2 separate regions of the Sus scrofa genome follow, and region 2 is linked to region 1. A link is a contact called in public HiChIP or PLAC-seq data. All regions are on one chromosome and are shown on one strand. The core of a region is the stretch at or near the end of the contact, and the rest is flanking DNA. Distances in the headings are between cores, read along the strand shown. Region 1 has its middle 38 kb from the start of DYRK1A. Region 2 holds the start of DYRK1A (dual specificity tyrosine-phosphorylation-regulated kinase 1A).

Region 1 (3,911 bases), core at 839-3,338:
AAAAAAGAACAAAATAATGCCATTTGCAGCAACATGGATGGAACTAGAGACTCTCATACTAAGTGCAGTCAGTCAGGAAGAGAAAGGAAAATACCATATAATATCACTTATATCTGGAATCTTAAATGTGGCACAAATGAAACTTTCCTCAGTAAAGAAACTCATGGACTTGGAGAACAGACTTGGGGTTGCCAAGAGGGAGGGGGAGGGAGTGGGATGGACTGGGAGTTAGGGGTTAATAGATGCAAACTATTACATTTAGAATGGATAAGCAATGAGATCCTGCTGTATAGCTCAGGAAACTGTATCTAGTCACTTGTGATGGAACATGATGGAGGATAAGGTGGGAAAAAGACTGTATTTACGTATGTGTGACTGGGTCGCTTGGCTGTACAGTAGAAATTGACAGAAAACTGTAAATCAACTATCATGGAAAAGATAAAAATCATTATTAAAAACTCAACAAGAACAAGAAGAAACTGGAAAAATTGTCTTAATATTATTTGATTCATGGCAATTAAAGATAAATTTCTCAAAAAAAAAAGAGAGAGAGATACTTGAATCAATCACAATGAATGGGTTTTTTGTTGTTGTTTGTTGTTTTGTGGGTTTCTTTTTTTGTTTGTTTGTTTGTTTGTTTTGCTTCTTGGGGCCAGACTCACAGCATGTGGAAGTTCCCAGGCTAGGGGTCGAATCAGAGCTGTAGCTGCAGGCCTGCGTCACAGCCTCAGCAATACCAGATCCAAGCCACAGCTTCAACCTACACCACCGCTCACAGCAACACTGGATCCTTAACCCACTGAGTGAGGCCAGGGATTGAACTCACGTCCTCATAGATAATAGATTCTTTTCTTCTGAGCCATGACGGGAAATCCTGTAATTTTTTTTAAACCTCTGAAAATGTTCTTACTATATTGACACCTAAGGATTTATTCCCTGTTCTAGTTTTGCATGGAAGCTGAACCTGCATATCTATTTACAGTATTAGGATTCTTCAATGTTCTCCTGGAATGATTTGGAGCAATTTTTTATTTTTCCTCTTAGTTTCTATTTGGAGGAATGTACAGGGGAGAAAATCTTTCTTATTTCCCTTGAGTCCATCCAGCTGTTTTATTTTGTGTTCGCTTATTTCCCAGGCTTCCATTCAGAAGGTGAAGCCATCAGAAGAGTTCTGTTCTTTGTGATACTTTATCAGCATTTCCTTTATTAGCCACATCGTCCTTTATCTCTTTCCTGTGAAAGCTTTTAAAGTACAAATTGATGAAGCCATGTCTTTTGTTATTTAAATACTGTTCCATCAACATTTACAAGTACATCCTAAGAAGATTTAAACACAATATCCTTCCCTAATGATCTCAAACCCACACATTTTTAAAAATTTGACTTTTTTCTCTGGTTGTTTTTTTCATGTGTGTATATGTCAGTTTCCAGCAGCTGAACCCAGGAAACTAGCAAAGGCCCTGGGATTAAAAATTCCAGACTGGTCACAGACCTTTCGTGAGATCAAGAGATGTAAACACATTATCTTTATAAGGGCAACACATTCTTAAGTTAATATGAAAGACCTAGAGCTGTTTTGCCAGCATTGATCTTGATGGAGTCACCGGACAGCCACTGAAAGGGGCAATGAATTTCCAGGCTGTACACAGACCATCCCGTAAGGGTCCCTAAGCAGGGCCCTGGGACAGAAGGGATCCCCTGGGTGAAGGCGTCCCTGGGCTTGGACAGGAGTTACTCTGTGACTCTGCAAATATTAAATATAGCTACATGAATCACACTTCAAAATTCCAGTCCTGAAATCTGGTGTCAGGCATAACAATTTGTTCTCTCTCCTGGCTCATGAATAACAAAGAATCAATTGAAGAAATTCTGGTCTGTATAAGGAACGCTCGGAGGTTTTTTTCCTCCCTCTGAAAGACACATTCTTCCTTTGACATATGACATATGCTTCTCAAGTGTTATTTTGTGTTTATTAATCTTTGAACTAAATTGTCAGTCCTTGTAACTAGAAAGACATTTCCCCAGAACCCTCCTGACTCATCCGAAGGGTACCCAACAGCTGATAAACTCTAGTGACCTCTGTGGAGAGAGATGGGCTGTGTGGCTTTGAACACCCACGTGGCTTTCTGGACTAGGTGACGGCATAACCCAGGTTAAAATCGTTGGCCAAAAATGCTCAGGCTTTTGTCCGGACTTCTCATGTTGCTCACAAGGGTGACATCACCGATTCTATTGTTCTATCAAATCTTTCTTTATTTCTTTATGATAAACTTCCTTGTCACTCTTCTTCCTCATTTGCATATGTCTGAATATATTTTTCTTTATAATTACAAAATAATCCAAGCTCATTGCAATAGTAACAAAAACTATCTTTAATGGATTGCTTCTAAGGTGCCCGGCACTCTGCTGGAAGATTAACTCCTGCTTCACTGAATTGTCAACATTTTATAAGGTAGGTATAATCTCCACTTTGCAGATAAAAATAAAGCATGACCATTAAGAACTCAGAAAGTTTATCACCCACTCATTTTTCCTGAAAAATTTGCTTTTGGGGAAAAACAAGGAATCCAAGAAAGAGAATGAAATTCAAAACACAGAAAAGTGATGGGAAAAATATGCTAGTGAAATTTATACTTAAATCTTAAAGTTAAGACATTTAAGAAAATTTTTAAAGAAATAAAATAGAAAAATGTAAAAAGTTTAATGATAAACTGGAACAAAAATTTCATGTTATTGCTCTACAACATATGTTAAAGATTTTACCTTGTTCTAGAAGGAAAAGTTATACTGATTCATTCTAAATGCTTATAGAAAAGCATGTTTTAAAGTTTTTATTAAATTTAAGTGCCAGAGTACCCATCGTGGCTCAGTCGAAACGATTCTGACTAGGATTCATGAGGACACAGGTTCAACCCCTGGTTTCACTCAGTGGCTTAAGGATCTGGTGCTGCTGTGAGCTGTGGTGTAGACTGCAGATGCAGCTCGGATCTGACTTTGCTGTGGCTGTGGTGTAGGCTGGTGCCTACAGCTCCGAGTCAACTCCTAGCCTGGGAACCTCTGTATGCCTCCAGGCGGCTCTAAAAAGACAAAAAAAAAAAAAAAAAAAAAAAATTTAAATGCTGTCTCAAAATTGTCCAATTCATCAAAAACAGGGAAAGACTGAGAACCTGTCATAGCCAATAGGAGGCTAGAGAGATATGACAACGAAACGTAATGTATCCTGGATCAGATCAAAGACATTTGCAAAAATTAAGGAAATATTGCGGCATTCCCGTAGTGGCACAGTGGTTAACGAATCCAGCTAGGAACCAAGAGGTTGCGGGTTTGAACCCTGGCCTTGCTCAGGATCTGGCCTTACTGTGGCTGTGGTGTAGGCTGGCGGCTACAGCTCCAATTAAACCCCTAGACTGGGAACCTCCATATGCCGTGGGAAGCGGCCCTAGAAAAGGCAAAAAGACAAAAAAAAAAGAAGAAGAAGAAAGAGAGAAAGAAAGAAATACTGCTACCAGAAAACTGGGTTTACCTCTTGGCGGGTGTCCAGCCAAAAGACAAAGGCAAAGAGCGAAAGAAAGGAAGGATTTATTACTTTCAGCAAGTAAGGAGAACACCAGAAATCTTGCCCAAAGCAGTGTTTCCTGAACAGCAAACTTGGGAAAGTTTTAAGCTAAGGGTATAGGCATACTCATGAAGAGGCTCGAGCCGAGAAGTCTGCAGAGAATTGAGGTGAAGGTCAATGGAGTCCAAGCTACATGCGATTGAAGTCAAGGTCGACACCATCATTCCCTCCTCCACCTGGTTGTGGGCTTTGGTTTCTGCAGACGGCAAAGACGTGTGTCAGGTTGTTATATATATTCCTTGAGGATGAACTAAGACTCTTTTATCTCTAATTGTTGCTTGACTACTTTTCCTCT
Region 2 (3,911 bases), core at 466-2,965, 38 kb before region 1:
CCCCCGGCGCTCCCGGCTCCGCGGCCGAGCCGCAGCCTTCTCAGTCTCTCTCCGGCTCGCGGTTCCAGCGGCGCCCGGGGCCGGGGAGGCGACAGCCCCCTCCCCGGCAAATACCGCAGTCCCCGGACCCCGACTCCCGGCGGCGGGGCCGCGCGGCCCGGCCCGGCGCGGAGGGCGGCGGCGGCGAGGCCGGGCGCCGAGTCGCGGCTGCTCCCGGCGGCTTCTTCCCGAGGAGGATTTTGTAAATCTCACAAAATGGCGCGCGCTCCAAACCTGCGCAGCGAGAAGCGCCGGGGCCCGAGCGGCGGCGGCGGCGGCGGCGGCGGCTCCTCCGCCAGGAGAGCCAGAACCGCCCGCACAGACAGACAGACACTCACACACACTCACACACACACACACGCACGCACACTCGCACACGCTCACTCACACACACACTCTCACACTCACACCGGTCCCGCCCGCTCGCCGGCGGCGGCAGCGGCACCAACAGCAGCAGCAGGAACAGCAGCAGCAGAAGCGGCGGCGGCGGCGGCGCCCGCACCCCCCGCTCGGGGTGTCCGCTCCCTGAGCCCGACCTGGGCCGCGATCAGCAGCAGCGACGGCAGCAGTCTCCCCGGATCCCCCCGCCGCTCTTGCCGCCGCCACCCCCGCCTCACTCCAATGGGGCTTTTTATTATTATTCGGGCGGGAAGCGAAAGGGTTTAAAAAAAAACCAACCAACAAAATGGCGACGGACCGACCCGGTCGCTATAGCAACTGTCAATCAAAACGCAAAACCCCGGCTGACGTGCTGACGTCCTCCTCCCGCCCCCCGGCCCCAAGCCGGCGGGCGGGGCCTGTTGCTCGGGCAACGGCAGATTCCGTTCCCTCCTTTCCCTCTCCCCCTCCGTCCCCAACCAACCACCCAACCCCCTCAGGTCACGTGAAGGATAAATTCGGAGCTCAGGCCCGCTACGAGTGTCAGAGGAGGGCGCGTGATTCGCTCGGGGGAGGGGAGAGGAGGGGGACGGCCGGGCCGAGGGAGGGAGAGGGCGGAGGAAGGGGGGCGAGGCGGCGGCCGGCCTGTGCTCCAGCGCCCAGGGCCTCCCGGCCGCGCCCCGCCCCGCGCCCGCCGCGCCCGCGCCGCCCGCGCCGACTGCGGCCCGGAGAGCGCGCGCGGCCTCCGCGCCGCCGCCCCCGGAGCCCCGCGCTTCCGCGTCGTGCGCCCGCAGCCCCGCCCGCGCCGGGGGGAGGGGGCCGGGCTCTGCGGCCGCGCGGGGACCCAGGAAGCCCACTCCGGTGCGCCCGCGCTGGGGACTCTCACCTGCATCCCCGGGGACCGCGCCGGCAGCGCACGTCCGCGCGTTTAAACTGTTCTTGGAAGGCCCCGCGTGCCCCCCTCGCCGGAAAATGCCCACGGAGGCCGCGGTGGGGGGTGGGGAAGAGGCCGCCTCCGCGTTTCAGACATCTCAGGAATTCCGGACGCTTCGCCCGAATCCGGGATGCCCCTGCGGCTGACACCTTGATTAAATCATGTCACTCGGCTTTTTGCTGCGGCCAGTGCCAGCGTTCAGAAATCATGGACGGAGCCATCATACAAACTTTTTTAGGCTGTGCATGCTCAGCCGGGCTTTCCCACCGATTTCAAACCCCTCCCCACCTTTCAGGCAGTCTTCCTTCTCCATCGGAATGCCCCTAAAATTAATCGTCTTAGGCTATACCGTATCGTTGTCCAACTCCCTGATTTTCTTTCTCATGCACCATTTCAGTTTCCAGATTTTTAATTCGCCCACAATTCTTGATTAATAGTCTCGCTTTCGTTTATCTTTATTCTGTCTACCCCTCTGGCTGGCTGAATATTACTAGGTGTTCTCTCTCGGCATTGAAACCTAGGTATGGAAGTAGCCATGCTGTACTGGCTACTTTGTAATCAGTAGACAGCCACTGGCTAAAAATTGTATTTTGTACCATTCCTAGTAAAATGGCATTTAATCTTTGCCAAAAAGGATACTATGGATATTATTTTACACCAAGTCCCTAATTTATTGATTGATTTCTAAGCTTGATTTTGCCATCTTATGATAGTGTTCGTATCAATTTTGTCTTAAGCTTGGACTGTTCACAAGTAAAGCAGCAGCAGATACCAGTAAAGAAAAACAACCCCACAGTAAATACTGAGCTCAATCCTCTATGACTCAAGGAAAGACACGAGTGTTTCCAATAAATGTTTCTCTTCTCTGGCTACTGGAACCTTGATTTACTAAGGCATCCATTGAAATTAGCACAGACCGTGAAAGAAAACAGACTAAACTTTAGATAAATTAGGCAAAAAGTAGGCCAATAGCTTAGACCGATTCTCATGGTATCACAAACTGCCATGACTATCAAGAGTTTTTTTGGACTTTCAAAATTGCCCTGCTAATGTAATTAAAGTCCACATTCAACTTGATTGTTTTCTGGTGGGGGGGAGTTAGGGTGGTGGTTTAATTTCCAGTTTATTTTCTGTTAAATTAACTACAACCTGGATTTACATTGCATCATCTTAAACAGGAGGAAGTGGCCAAAAGCGTCCCTGCTGGGGTAAGAGGCTGATATCTTGACGGCTCCCCAGCTTACACTGCCACCTCCTCCCTCCTGCTTCTTTCTCTTCTCCCTGCTCCCCACCCCCATCCTGTTCAGGCAGTTTCACTTCTCTCAGGACCCTTAAGCATTTGCAACCTTTAACACCAAGTTAAATTTGAGTCCGTTTTTTTTAATATATATTTTTATTATTTTTAAGAATTATTTCCCCCAATATAATTTTTTTCTACTGTACAGCATGGTGACCCAGTTACACATACATGTACACATTCTATTTTCTCACATTATCATGCTCCATCATAAGTGACTGGACATAGTTCCCAGTGCTACACTGCAGGATCTCATTGCTAATCCATTCCAAAGGCAATAGTTTGTATCTATTAACCCCAAGCTCCCCAACCCACCCCACTCCCTCCCTCTCCCCCAGTCCATTTTTTTTATTGCTGGTCATGAAGGGAACTTGCGTAATTAATCTTCTAGATAACCTAAAAAGAACATGATAATGTTTCAAGAAATATGCCCTTGTCAAGTCAATCTAGAAGATTCTAGTGGAGGGCAAAGCAGATTCTTGAGCCAAGCAGTAATAGAAAGCATTGCTGGTCTTCGTATCTAGAAGGCTTCACTCTTTCTGCCACTACCACCACCACCACAACCCTTCCCGGAGTGACGGCCTTACACACCATTGACCAATAAACTTTCGTGTCCAGCTTAAAATGCTGTAAAATGGTTTTATATTGGCTTCCCCGAAAAAGTCACCTGTAAATTATGCTTGCCCAAAACAGGTGAACACATGTAGGCAGGAAGGACTCTGATACAGATGCCAGTTTAGCTTTGACCAGGTTCAGTGATTAAACCCTTGTTCTCTCCTGAGTATCTCTCTGTCAGATCTACTGACAGATGTATAATATAACAAAGGTATCTATCCATTAATAGAAATATAACCTCTAGGAGTTCCCTCATGGCTCAGCAGATTAAGGATCAGGCCTGTCACTGCTGTGGCTCTGGTTACGGCTGGAGCAAGAGGTCTACCCCTGGCCCATGAATTTCCGAATGCTGTGGGGCAAAAAAAAAAAAAAGAGTAAAACAAAAAGAAAGAGAAATTAACCTCCGAAAGCAAATACCCCCAAATCACAGATGGTGACAGCCTTCATACATCCAGCACATTCTGGAGAGAGTATCTCTCCAGCTCGGCAACATCACATTCCCCATTATCCCAGTGTGAAAACAAGTCCTAAATGATTCAATAACTTTCCTAAGATCACACCGCCAGTAAGTGGCAAAGCCAAGATTTCAACTCATCCATAGGGGAGTTCCCGTCATGGCGCAGTAGTTAACGAATCCAACTAGGAACC

The links. HiChIP or PLAC-seq counts read pairs in DNA pulled down with a chosen protein or histone mark.
Region 2: an H3K27ac HiChIP or PLAC-seq map of skeletal muscle shows a contact between it and region 1. The contact joins the promoter of DYRK1A here to the enhancer-like site in region 1. A contact is called at or near these places in 12 of 47 Hi-C or Micro-C datasets (blood, embryonic fibroblasts, fetal heart ventricle and 8 more) and 1 of 2 datasets of contacts at active chromatin or transcription factors (skeletal muscle).

Annotation. Positions count from the first base shown.
Region 1 is chr13:200,968,473-200,972,383 of Sscrofa11.1, reverse strand. No RefSeq gene overlaps it. Among named protein-coding and RNA genes, the nearest start is that of DYRK1A, 38 kb to the left of the region's middle. Within about 2 kb of position 2,088, at least 14 of the 83 cell types and tissues checked have an H3K27ac peak or open chromatin away from gene starts, as enhancers often do. A contact at or near this core is called in skeletal muscle, where this site is marked.
Region 2 is chr13:201,006,310-201,010,220 of Sscrofa11.1, reverse strand. It overlaps DYRK1A (dual specificity tyrosine-phosphorylation-regulated kinase 1A), which reads right to left and starts at 1,715. Exons shown (of 12, transcript XM_005670334.3): 1 at 1,304-1,715.